2 separate regions of the Sus scrofa genome follow, and region 1 is linked to region 2. Evidence: chromatin contacts called from public HiChIP or PLAC-seq data. All regions are on one chromosome and are shown on one strand. The core of a region is the stretch at or near the end of the contact, and the rest is flanking DNA. Distances in the headings are between cores, read along the strand shown.

What was found. HiChIP or PLAC-seq counts read pairs in DNA pulled down with a chosen protein or histone mark.
Region 1: an H3K27ac HiChIP or PLAC-seq map of skeletal muscle shows a contact between it and region 2. The contact joins two enhancer-like sites. A contact is called at or near these places in 3 of 47 Hi-C or Micro-C datasets (heart right ventricle and skeletal muscle) and 1 of 2 datasets of contacts at active chromatin or transcription factors (skeletal muscle).

Annotation. Positions count from the first base shown.
Region 1 is chr17:10,868,234-10,873,933 of Sscrofa11.1, reverse strand. The region is part of intron 1 of ANK1 (ankyrin-1); the gene reads left to right. LOC110257497 (a long non-coding RNA gene) reads right to left here. Exons shown (of 4, transcript XR_002340153.1): 2 at 4,980-5,069; 3 at 4,493-4,609; 4 at 3,768-4,397. Among named protein-coding and RNA genes, the nearest start is that of MIR486-1, 110 kb to the right of the region's middle. Within about 2 kb of position 1,538, at least 9 of the 83 cell types and tissues checked have an H3K27ac peak or open chromatin away from gene starts, as enhancers often do. A contact at or near this core is called in skeletal muscle, where this site is marked.
Region 2 is chr17:10,761,074-10,766,435 of Sscrofa11.1, reverse strand. ANK1 (ankyrin-1) reads left to right here. Exons shown (of 43, transcript XM_021078313.1): 40 at 419-659; 41 at 4,937-5,023. Among named protein-coding and RNA genes, the nearest start is that of MIR486-1, 4.8 kb to the right of the region's middle. Within about 2 kb of position 3,810, at least 6 of the 83 cell types and tissues checked have an H3K27ac peak or open chromatin away from gene starts, as enhancers often do. A contact at or near this core is called in skeletal muscle, where this site is marked.

The sequences.
Region 1 (5,700 bases), core at 289-2,788, 110 kb before region 2:
GGAGGGGTGAGATCCTTTCCTGTAGCAGAGCCCAGGCCTCCAGGGGAAAGGCCACGCCTGTGACAACCCCCGCCCCACGCCACCCCAGAATCGACTGTGGTTCCAAGGCTGTTCCCGCAGGGACCACATAATGGTTGGTGAGGAAATGAATGGTTTGGCCAACCAGCCCTGGACCCATGATTTGTTTTCTTCGACCGATGTGCCGTTTTACAATCTGAATGGATCAATTCAGATTCCAACTGGGCTACTGTTGATGGAGCCTCTGGTGTGTAGCCAGGGTCGTGTCAACACGCGTGTCTTGTTTTGACCTGGCCTGGCAGAATCCCATTCCATGAGTTGGGAGCTTAATCCTGTTCATCAGGTATGGAGAGTAGCTTCCGTGCTGGGCACAGGAGTTTGGAGATGAATGGAAGATGCTTGTCCCATCCTTACCTCCCTGCCCGGTTTCCCCCCCCCGCCCCTGGGCGGGGGGGGGGGGGGTGTCCTGGAACTGCTCAGTGGAAACCCTTGCTTGTTCTCAAGGCAGTTTTTTCTTTCGGGATTCTGGGTCTGTTTCTTATTCAAAAAGAGAAGTGGATACCAAAGCTGAAACTTGTTAGCGTACATGAAACATTCTGTTCTCGTCATCTGGTTGTTTGATGGAAAACAGTGGCGTCTGGTGCCTATTGGCTTCTCACTACTGGGAAGATAATCCTGTCCCCTGCGGACTAGCCCCTCGAGCCCACTCCCCACGCTTCTCTCCAGCACAGGGCAGGATTTCCCAGGTGGTGGGCACAGAGACCCCTGTGGGAGTCAGGCTTTGCTTGCCCCCTTCTCCACAGCAAATTCTTGGCTATGGGCTCTCCAGGGCTGGGGCCAGGGGGCTGGGGTTTCTAGGTCTGCTTTGAAAATCAGAGGAGAGGCGTTCCCATGGTGACCCAGAAGGCTAAGAATCCAACTGGTATCCATGAGGCTGCAGGTTCCATCCCTGGCCTCGCTTAGTGGGTTAAGGATCCTGTGTCGCTGAAAACTACTGCATAGGTCTCCCGTGGTGGCTTGGATCCCATGTTGCTGTGGCTACGGCTGTGGCTGTGGCCTCAGCTCCAGCTCTGATTTGACCCCTGGCCTGGAAAATTCCATATGCTGCAGGTCCGGCTGTCAAAAGAAAAAAAAAAAAATCAGAGGAAAGGGAGAGGCTAGATATACAAAAAGGCACATGATTTTTCACCCTGAGTGTGGGGGTCTAGTTTCAAAATCTCAATACTGAAACACAGACCCAGCATGTCACTCAAGGGTTCAGTGTGAGAAGTCAAATTCCACTGAGGTCATGTCCCAGAGGGACCTCCAATTAGAGAGACCCCTTTGATGGACGGTCAGTGTCTGGTCTCAGGACTAAGGGGAACCCCTGTGTGTAAGTGAAGAGAAGATCCTAGATCCAGCCTCGCTCTCCCTGCCTCCCCCGTGCGATCTTGGCTTTGACGTTGGCCTGCCCTGGAATGCACGGAGTACCTTCTCATAAGTTTAAAAATAGACCCCAGGCCTGCCAACCCTCTTAAAAGGAACATGATAGACACCAGTGCCAGCACCGTGGGACTTGATACCCAGCTCCAATCACCTCCCTAAATAGACCCTGCACTCACTCGGGATCCTTGCTCCAGGGAGGCGGGGCCCAGGGCCACTGAACTGGCCACCGGGGAGCTCACCCCACAGTGAAATAGAAAAATAACCAAGGCTCTCAGCTCTCATCACTCAAGGTCTGAAGGAGTCACCCTGGATTTCTGGGGCAATCTGACTCAAGAGCTGAAGCATCTATTCTGCCAAGTTCCTCCCTAATTAACTGGGGAAGGGGCTAGGGCAGGAAGGGCCCAGCAGTGTCCCCAAGGGGAAAAATACCCCCCACACACACACACCAAGTAGGATGTTTTAGAGGGTTCACAGACTCCCCCAGGGTGGGGTGGGAGTGTAGCGCAGCTCCGGGGGGCGGGGGGGGGGGTGATAAGCCCGCCTGCCTTTCTCAGTAAAAGGTGGAGCTCCTGCAACCCACCCGTATCAGCCTCCCACAGAGACTCCAGCTGGGGCAACTCCCTGGGTGGGTGCGGGGCTGGGCAGATAGAAGAATGGTTCAGGGCAAAGCTATCCTGTAGGCAGGGATGCAGCAGGGAGGAGTGGTGGGCCCGGGCGGGGCTCAGGAGCAGGGCTTCAGCTGGACTTGTGCCCTGAGAATTCTTTCTCCACAGCAGAGAAAATGGAAATTAAAAATGATGCAGGGGAAAAAAAAATAAACGTACATCAAGAATTTGAAGCTTGGGGAGTTCCCAGTGTGGTGCAACGGGATCAGTGGCATCTTGGGAGCACTGGGCTGCAGGTTCAATCCCCGGCCTGGCACAGTGGGTTAAAGGTTGGGCATCGCCACAGCCGTGGCTTAGGTCAAAACTGTGGCTCCCATCTGATCTGTGGCCTGGGAATTCCATATGCCTCAGGGCGTCCAAAAAAGAAAAGAAAAAGGAAATGACGCAGTGAAAGTCTGAGAGGTCTAGTGGCTACAGCAGCTGGGCTGGCTGGGGTCTTATTCTTGGCCAAGGGTGCTCCGACCTTGCACAGGCAATAACCAGCCTCTAAGTTCCAGGGTCAAAGCGAAAGCAGTCACACCCCCTACCTCGAGGTGTGTGTGTGTTGGGGGGGGTGGCACGTCCACCTTTGACAAAAGCTTTCGTGATGCGAGGAAAGAAGGGGGAAAGAACATTGTTGTCATTCACTGAAGACCTACTATGTGCCTGCAGTGGTGCTGGGCATTTTTACGTTATTCTCACAATACCCAGGAAGGGGCCAGGAAGAGGAGAGCTTATTTTCATTTCACTGATGAGGAAAACGATGCTCAGAAAAGTTATTTCCCTTTTTTTAGGTTTGCCAAGGGAGGAACGGGCAAGGCCAAGTTGTAAAGCAAGAGAGAGGTATTAAGGCATCAGAGGGGCACGGGCTGAGCTCCAGATGGCACCAGCCCTGACTGTGAGGAGGGCGAGGCTTATAAAGTCTCTGTGGCGGGAACTTGTGGCAGGAACGACGAAGGAGGAGGAGGGGAAGGTCAAGGGATGGGTAGGGGGTCAAGTCCCATGACAGAGGGCAGTCAGTCCTTGTAGGAGGTTAATCTATGCAGGCAGTCTTTTTCCACAGGCCATTGTTTCTTGCTGCCCAACTTGAGCATCCATATTCTGGGAGGGGGTGTCCATAGCAGGTCTCCAGGTGAACAGCCACATTTGGGGGGGTGTGGGGGGTCTATCTCTGTCCTCCAGGGAACATATCACTTTCATCAAAAGTTACAGTTTGGGTGTTCCCATTGTGGCGCAGCGGAAACGAACCCGACTAGTATCCATGAGGACTTGGGTTCAATCCCTGGCGTCACTCAGTGGGTTAAGGATCCGGCGTTGCCGTGAGTTGTGCAGGTTGAAGGTGAGGCTTGGATCTGGCATCGCTGTGGCTGTGGTGTAGGCAGCTGCAGCTCCCATTTGCCCCCTAGCCTGGGAACTTCTTTATGCTGCAAGTGCAGCCCTAAAAAGCAAAAAAAAAAAAAAAAAAAAAAAAAAAAAGGTTACACAGTTTGACTGTCAGCCTGTTAACTTCAAATTTTTTGTATTGTTTTGTTTTTATGGCCACACCTTCAGCACATGGAAGTTTCCAGGCTAGGGGTTGAATCTGAGCTGCACCTTAAGCCTACAGCACAGCCTCAATAATGCAGGATCCAAGCCACGTCTGTGACCTACACCATAGCTCACGGCAACACGGGATCCTTAACACACTGAGGAGGCCAGGGATCGAACCCACATCCTCACAGAGACAATGTTGGTTCTTAACTCACTGAGCCACAATGGGAACTCTGACTTTGCATATTCTAAGGCTGCCGGGAAAAGCAAATGGTGATGCTGGTGCCTTTCAGTGCTGCGTCAAATTTTATTTCAGAGTAGGATTAAAACAGCCCTCTGTCCTCTGGGGACATGGGGGCGGGTGGGGGAGAGTGGTCGTTGACCAGGGCGTGAGGTGCCAGGAAGCCCAACTCTGGACTCCCCGGTCTGCTCTGAATCTCAGCTCCATCCCTTTACAGAGGAGCCAGCTTGGGTCCAGTCTGAAGCTGCCTGTTCCCATCTCCCAAAGCTTCCTGTGAAGGCAGTCGCCTGAGAATCCCATGCACTTGGGATGCTTTGCTTTATGCTTTTGAGCAAAAAGGAGCAGGCTCCCCGTTTCTGGAAGATTCAGGGAGAGTTGGTGGCAGAGGGGCCTGGAGCTGTGCCAGGCTCCCCCTCCATCCAGGTCCACTGTGTGCTGGGTCCCGTTCTTCCCCCCTGCACCATCTCCTCCTGGCACGGCTGAATGTGTTCTGGGGGACAGAACTCCTCCAGCCCTTCCTTACGCTTGTCTGCGAGGAACTGTAGAGAGAGCTGGTAAAATATTTGGCACAACTGGGAAAAAACAGCAGATGCCATGAACCTGTAGGCTAGAACAAGTGGTCTTGCATCCTTACCAAGAACCCTTCGGCTTTTTCTTTTTAGCCCAACAGTTCCTCTCCGGTCCTTTGCTTTGGTCGCTTTGCTTTGGTTTCAGTATCTCTCACTGGCTGGTTTCCTGGGCATTCTCAATCCTAGAAGTAAAAGTGCAGCCTTGAGGTATGAAAAGAGCCAGGAAACAGGCAGGGAGGCAGGATGATTATTTGCTGTCTAAGGGCGTGGATGGAAGGTTAAGGAGGGACAGTCAATGGGGAGAGAAACGAAGGGCTTATCTTTCTGAATCCCTGGAGCCCAAAGCACCCCTTACAAGTGGGCTCCTTATCCTGGGCTTCTACACAACCCATGGGATGGTGACATATGTTTCTTTACCATCCCAGAGGATCTCCAGCAAAGATTCAGCCCTTTCTGAGCAATGAGTTCTATTCAGCCACATCCCTTACAGCTGAAAGAATTCTTTCTGTCTGATCAAAGACTTCTTCACGTCAATTTAACCCCGTGACTTACGGTTTCCTCATGACTGTGGAAACAGATGCGCACGTCATGTTCATACATCAGTCAGCAAGTGTTTCTGTGTCACCTCTGCCCACCTTTGTGCTGGTCATACAGGGAAGCAGGAGGGAAGGTGAGGGAGAGGGACGGGGGAATACAGAACAGGTGAACCAAGCTGTCTTGCCTTTGAGGAGCTTATAATTGAATCATGGTACCCAGGCTGCTGCACCTGGGAAAGGGCGCCATGTTGGTCCCACTTGGAGACCCAGGCTCTGGAGTGGAGGAGTTTCTCCCTGAGCCCTCACTTCTTTCGTGTTGATTGTCCCAGGTCTTTTAACCTCTGTTCTTATTAAATAATGTCCCTGGAATTGTTCCCTTCTTCTCCGCTTGGGCTTTGGCCAACTCTGCACATCTAGGTTGCAAAGCCTCAACCCTACCGAGGTCACAACCAATGGCAAGAATCCTTGGCAGTCCTGAGTCCTCGAGTCCTCTGATGATACCTCAGCACCTTGCCCCTCCTCTCAACAGTACCGTGCGTTGTGTTCAGCTTTCAGACCACTATGACTAGTTCATCTTTTTTCTTTAGGATGTATATAACCCATAGCATTCATGGTATAAAGGACCCAGGGCTTAGGAGTTACACTATCTGGGTATTAGAATTGGATTGGGAATTTTTTGCTATTTAACTTTGAACTTTTCACTTGACTTGTAAGATCATAGTTTATCTCACCTTGAG
Region 2 (5,362 bases), core at 2,561-5,060:
GCTGCAAAACAGCCTGCTTCAAGGGGCGGGGGGACCGTCTTGCCAGCTGAGCCCTGGGATGAGGACTGAGGGGTCGGGGTGCCAGGGTGGGGGCGCAGGAGGGAAGCAGGTGGGATACCCGCTGATTGGACCGGCAGTGTGAGAGCTACGTGCCTGGGGAGCCATGAGTGCCCACCTGGCCACACAGAGGGTGGGGCCCAGCAGCACTGGCATCCATGCCCTCTCCACTGGTACAGCAGGATGGCCCACACCTACCTGTCTGGACAGGGTGCTCCACCGTGTCATTGCTCACACTGTCCCGTCCCTCAGGTGGGCGGTGCAGGCTGCACCTTGGGCGGGCCAGGGCTCTGGAGGGGTAGGGTCTCTGAGAGCAGAGGCTGGGGGCAACTGGTGACCTGTGTCTCTCCCTGGGCCCCAGGCTGCAGGCGTGGGATGCAGAAGGCTCCATCGTCTCCTACCTGCAAGAGGTGACTCAGGGTTCCTGGCCAGAGGAGAGAACGGTCCACACCATCAGAGACCTGGAGCCCAGCGGGTCCCGGGAATCCGAGGAGGTCCTGGGGTCTGCGGCCGAGCACTTGGAGGCCGGCAGGGAACAGAGACTTCGAGGCTCCCAAGAATGGATGCCAGAGGCTGACAGCACCTTCTCCTTCCAGGTAAAGGTGAACTCCCCTGGGGAGGCATCTCAGACGCCGCCCCCAGTGGGAGGGGCCAGGCCTGGGGCCAACGCTCATTGGCTCGAGCTCCCAGCCGGTGTGTCCTCCTTGAAAACTGTGGCCGTGGCTTCTCTTTCTGTCTACCTGTCTGCCTCCTGGATCCCTGTGAGGGGGGGCTTACCTTGGTGGAGTTCCAGAACCTTCTAGACACTTGTGCTCCCAACCCCCACTGCCGCACTCAGCTGTTGCTCCCACTCGCCCAGGGTCACAGGGCCAGAGGTGGGCTTTGCAGGAGCCGTGGTTTTGTTTTTATTCTTCTGTCCTGTTTTAGGAAGACAGGCTTAGAACCCAGAGACCTGGGTGCTAGGCTAAAAGGGTCCTGTGTGTCCTAGTGTCCTACTGGCCCCTGAGTTTCCTCGTATAAATGAGGTAGAAGATGGATGATCGCCAGGGTTCACTCAGGAATTCCACACCTGTGTGGGTGGGCTCTCCTCCTGGGACAGGCTGGGGCAGAGAGCATGGCCCTACCACAGGCTCCCAGAACCTCCCAACCTCCCCATTTCATTTTATTTATTCTCTTTTATCTTCACTCCCTGTTCCCACAGTTACCCATTTTAATGTGGGTTTTGAAACATTTTTATTAGGAAAAATTACAAATAGATACAAAACAGACAAAACAGGGAATCCCTTTGTGGCCTACCTGATAAGGATCTGGCATTCTCACTGCTGTGGCTCGGGTCAGGTCCCCGCCCCAGGCACGTCCATGTGCCTTGGGTTGGCCAAAAACAAAAAACACCATCAAAAGAAACAGAACAGCCTATTGCCTCTGCTGGCACACAGCCCCCAGGCTCCACCACTGTTCACTCATGGCCAGTCTGGTTTCATCAACTACCCGCCTCTTCCCTCCATATCATCTTGAAGCTAATCCCAGACATTTTATGAACGTGTGTGTGTGTGTGTGTGCGCGTGTGTTTTATGGCTGCATCCACAGCACATGGAAGTTCCTGGGCCAGGGATTGAATCCAAGCTGCAGCTGCGGTAGCACCATATCCTTTAATCCACTGCACGGGGCCGGGGATCAAACCTGCACCTCTTCAGCGGCCGGAGCTGCTGCAATCAGATCCTTAACCCACTGCCCCACTGCGGGAACTCCCATGAATGTCTTTTTAATTTGTGCATCTTTATGAAGTTCGCATCGCTGTTCCGTGCATGGGTGATTTTAACCTGTCTATAAGGATGGGCTCCGTGTCTCCCCAGTTCCTCCTCCTCCATCAGTGCTGTCTCTTCCTCCTCCTCCCCTCTCCTCTGCATCCTTCTTCTCCGCAGCACCCCCACTCCTGTCCGAGCCTGAGCCTCACAGGCACCTCTGAGGACCCCAGCACCAGGCCGGCTCCACAACAGCCTGGGCTGCTGGCTCCCAAGAGTTGCCAGGAATTAAACAGCGTTTTATTTAGAATGCTTCCCTGCCAAGGATGTTCCACGGATGAGACAGGCGGCTACACCCATTTTTAACCCCAGGCCACCCAGTGCATTCTTGGCCTTGGCCATGGGGCTGTTCCGCGGCACCACTTCTGCTCCTCCCAGGAGTGAATATTTATCCCAAAGCACACATGCCCTCCCCTGGGTCTGCATCCGGGTTTGGAGACGGAGGAGGATGCCAGGAGGGTGGGGGCGGACTGGAGAGGGAGCAGGACCGCCCCCAGGGGACCGAGAGAGAAACCCTCTAGGTCATCTGGTCCACCCGCCTCGTTTACAGCTGAGGAAACTGAGGCCCAGGGAGGCCAGCCTCAGGGCCAGGAGAGTCTGGGACCTCCTGGTTCCCAGTCTGCATGCGGGTGCAGAGCCCAGCACCTCCCTGGTCTAGGAGTGGATGGGAGGGTAGGTGAGCTGTTTTCTTCGAGGCACCAGGGGAGGATAATGCGGTGACCGTGCCAAAAGCATCTGTTCACTAGTGTTTCCCATTGAGTCTCAGAAAACAACAGAGAGGGGGCGGGGCCTGTGACTGGGGATCTGGGACGCCCACCTGAACCTGCCAGGCAGCCGGTGCCTCTCTGCGGCCCCGGGGGCAGTGTCTGCGCCTGGACTCCTCCAGGACTGGCTCAGACCCAGGTCTCGAGTTACCCCTCGCGTGTTCCAGGTGCTTCCTCGTTGAGATGAGGCAGGTTGTACAGTGATTGGAGTTGGAGATCTGTCTCTCCTTTCCTTCCTCTTTGACCTAGGCAGGTTACTTAACCTCTCTGCGCTTCGTTTCCTTTGTGTGAAAGGGGAAAACCTTAGCCACGATGGGGGGTGGGGGGCGGCCCCAAGTGTCACGGAGTTCGTACATGACCCATGCACAGAGCCCACCCAGGGAGCAGCCAGCATGGGAGCTTTGCTGCCACCATCCCTATCGACGGGGTCCCAAACCCTGCGACCTCATGGCACTCTGGGGACAGGAGGAGAGCCCCTGGCTCCCGTTTGACAGCTGGGGAAACGGAGGCCCTGAGAAGGCGCCCCACCTCCCCAGCCCTGCAGCGAGCGAGCGAGCGGGCCCAGATCCTTGTTCTTTCCACCACGCCGGGCTGCTGCCCAAAGAGGAACAGGCTGATCTGAAAGCGGCATACCTTTCAGCCACAGCTGCTGCGCCTGCATTATCCAGTTCGCTGTTTAAGGGCGAGTTTAATGCGCATGGTTCCTGCCCCTGGTGTTGACAGCTCAGCACGGGAAGAGCCTTTAAGGACAGGCCTTAAATAGACATCCCAGTGACACGCTTACATGTCGGGCGGCTGTGCCGGGTAAGGGGTGGGGGATGCAGAGCTGAGGGGCTAATGCAACTGCATGGGCTTCCAGGGGCCCCAGTGCCCGTGCATGCGGCACACGCTACACCCATTTGGCTGGGCCTGAGCAGATCCCTCACCCAGAGCTGTTTTTGAAGCAGACCCTGAACCTTTCAGGGTGTTGGCCCCACGAGTGGGGTGACATCATTCTGACTGTGGCAGCAGCAGCCTGGGAACACACACAAGTAGCCACATTCCCCAGATGTCTTATTGTCCCAAGTCCTGAACGAGACCATTTTCCTGGGCAGAACCGCCTCTCGTTGGCACAGGGGCACGTGGGCCCCCCTGCTAGCTCCTGGGGTGGGTGTCACACACGTGGTGACTTGTACACGGCTTCCAGTCCCCAGGACAGGCACACCTGCCGACTTCCTTCTAGCCCCAACCGACAGCCTGGCAGCTGGTTTGGGAGCTAAAATTACCGGAGCCTGACGTCATCCGGGTGCAAGGGCAGATGCCAGGCTCCCGGCAGGAGGGCAGTAGATCCAGAGGGGGACCTGCAGCTTCCCGCCCCGGGGAGAGGATGGAAGGGGTGCTGGGGGGCCTGTGGAGTCCCAGAGCAGAATGAGCGGCCGGACCCCCGCCTCTCGGCCCCCTGGCTCCGCTGGCCCTGGAGGGCGGGGCTGGTGAGGAGGCGAGAATGTGGACGTTCGTCACCCAGCTCCTCGTCACCCTGGTGCTGCTGGGCTTCTTCCTGGTCAGCTGCCAGAACGTGATGCACATTGTCCGGGGCTCTCTGTGCTTCGTGCTGAAGCACATCCACCAGGAGCTGGACAAGGAGCTGGGGGAGAACGAGGGCCTGAGCGACGACGAGGAGGCCATCTCCACCAGGGTGGTGCGGCGCCGGGTCCTTCGGAAGGTAACCCGGGCGCAGGGGCGGGCGGGCGAGGGCCCAGCGGCGCAGGGATATGCGTGCAGGGACATGGGGCAGGACCTCTGCTGGTAGGAAGGCTGGGACGTGCAGGGGGCCAGAGCTGTGTGGCGCTCCCCCGGACCCCCTTTGGTGATGACAGAGAAGTCTCAGCTATGGGACCAGCCGGCCCTCCTCCTGCTCTGTCCCCAACCTGCTGGGTGAAACATAAAGTCACCCTCGAGGCGAAAGCACCTGTGGCCAGGTGTTCTCCCCTGTAAAGTGCCCTAGAAATGATTGATCGGGTGCCTCACCCGCTCTCCCAGGACCTCCTCCGTAAAACCTGCGTAATCGCCCCAATTTTGCCCACTGCAGAGCCATGGCAGGGATCAAGCACACAGCGCTCCTGTGAGCCCTGCCCCCCCCCTCAGGCACAGGGCCCCACGGGTTCCAACCTGGGACGGATGGTTCCGAGCCGCTTGCTGAGTTGCAGTTTCTGGCCATGGAGGGAATTTGTCTGGACTGTGGCTGTTGCTGCCGTAACGTTATTTCCTCATCCTCCGCCCTGATTCCCACATGCACATAGCAATCTTGAGTTTTCTCCCTTTCTCTAATTCCAGGGGAATGAGTTTCTTCAGAATATTCCAGGGGAGCAGGTGTCAGAGGAGCATTACACGGATGAGCAGGGCAATGTCGTCACCAGGAAGGTGGGTGCAGAGTCCCCAGAGGTGGCTGGGCTAGAAGCTAAAAGAGGTGGAAGGCGCACCCGCAGCTCCTCGATGCTGCCCTCACAGAGGCATAATGCGGCTCCGACGGGGCAGTTCGGGTATCTGCCTCAGTCCCCGCAGGCCATTTCTCACGGCCACTGTGCCCGATTCCGCCTGAATTCAGCTCCTGCTACTGTGTTCCAGAAGGAATGGGTCCCAGGGCAGAGCCCAAACCTAGTCCTGTGATGCCTGGCCCTGAAAACAGCTGTATGACAGCAGTACAGGGTGTGGGGTGGGGGGGTCCTTGCAGGCCTCCTAAGATGAAAAGGAGGTGGGCAG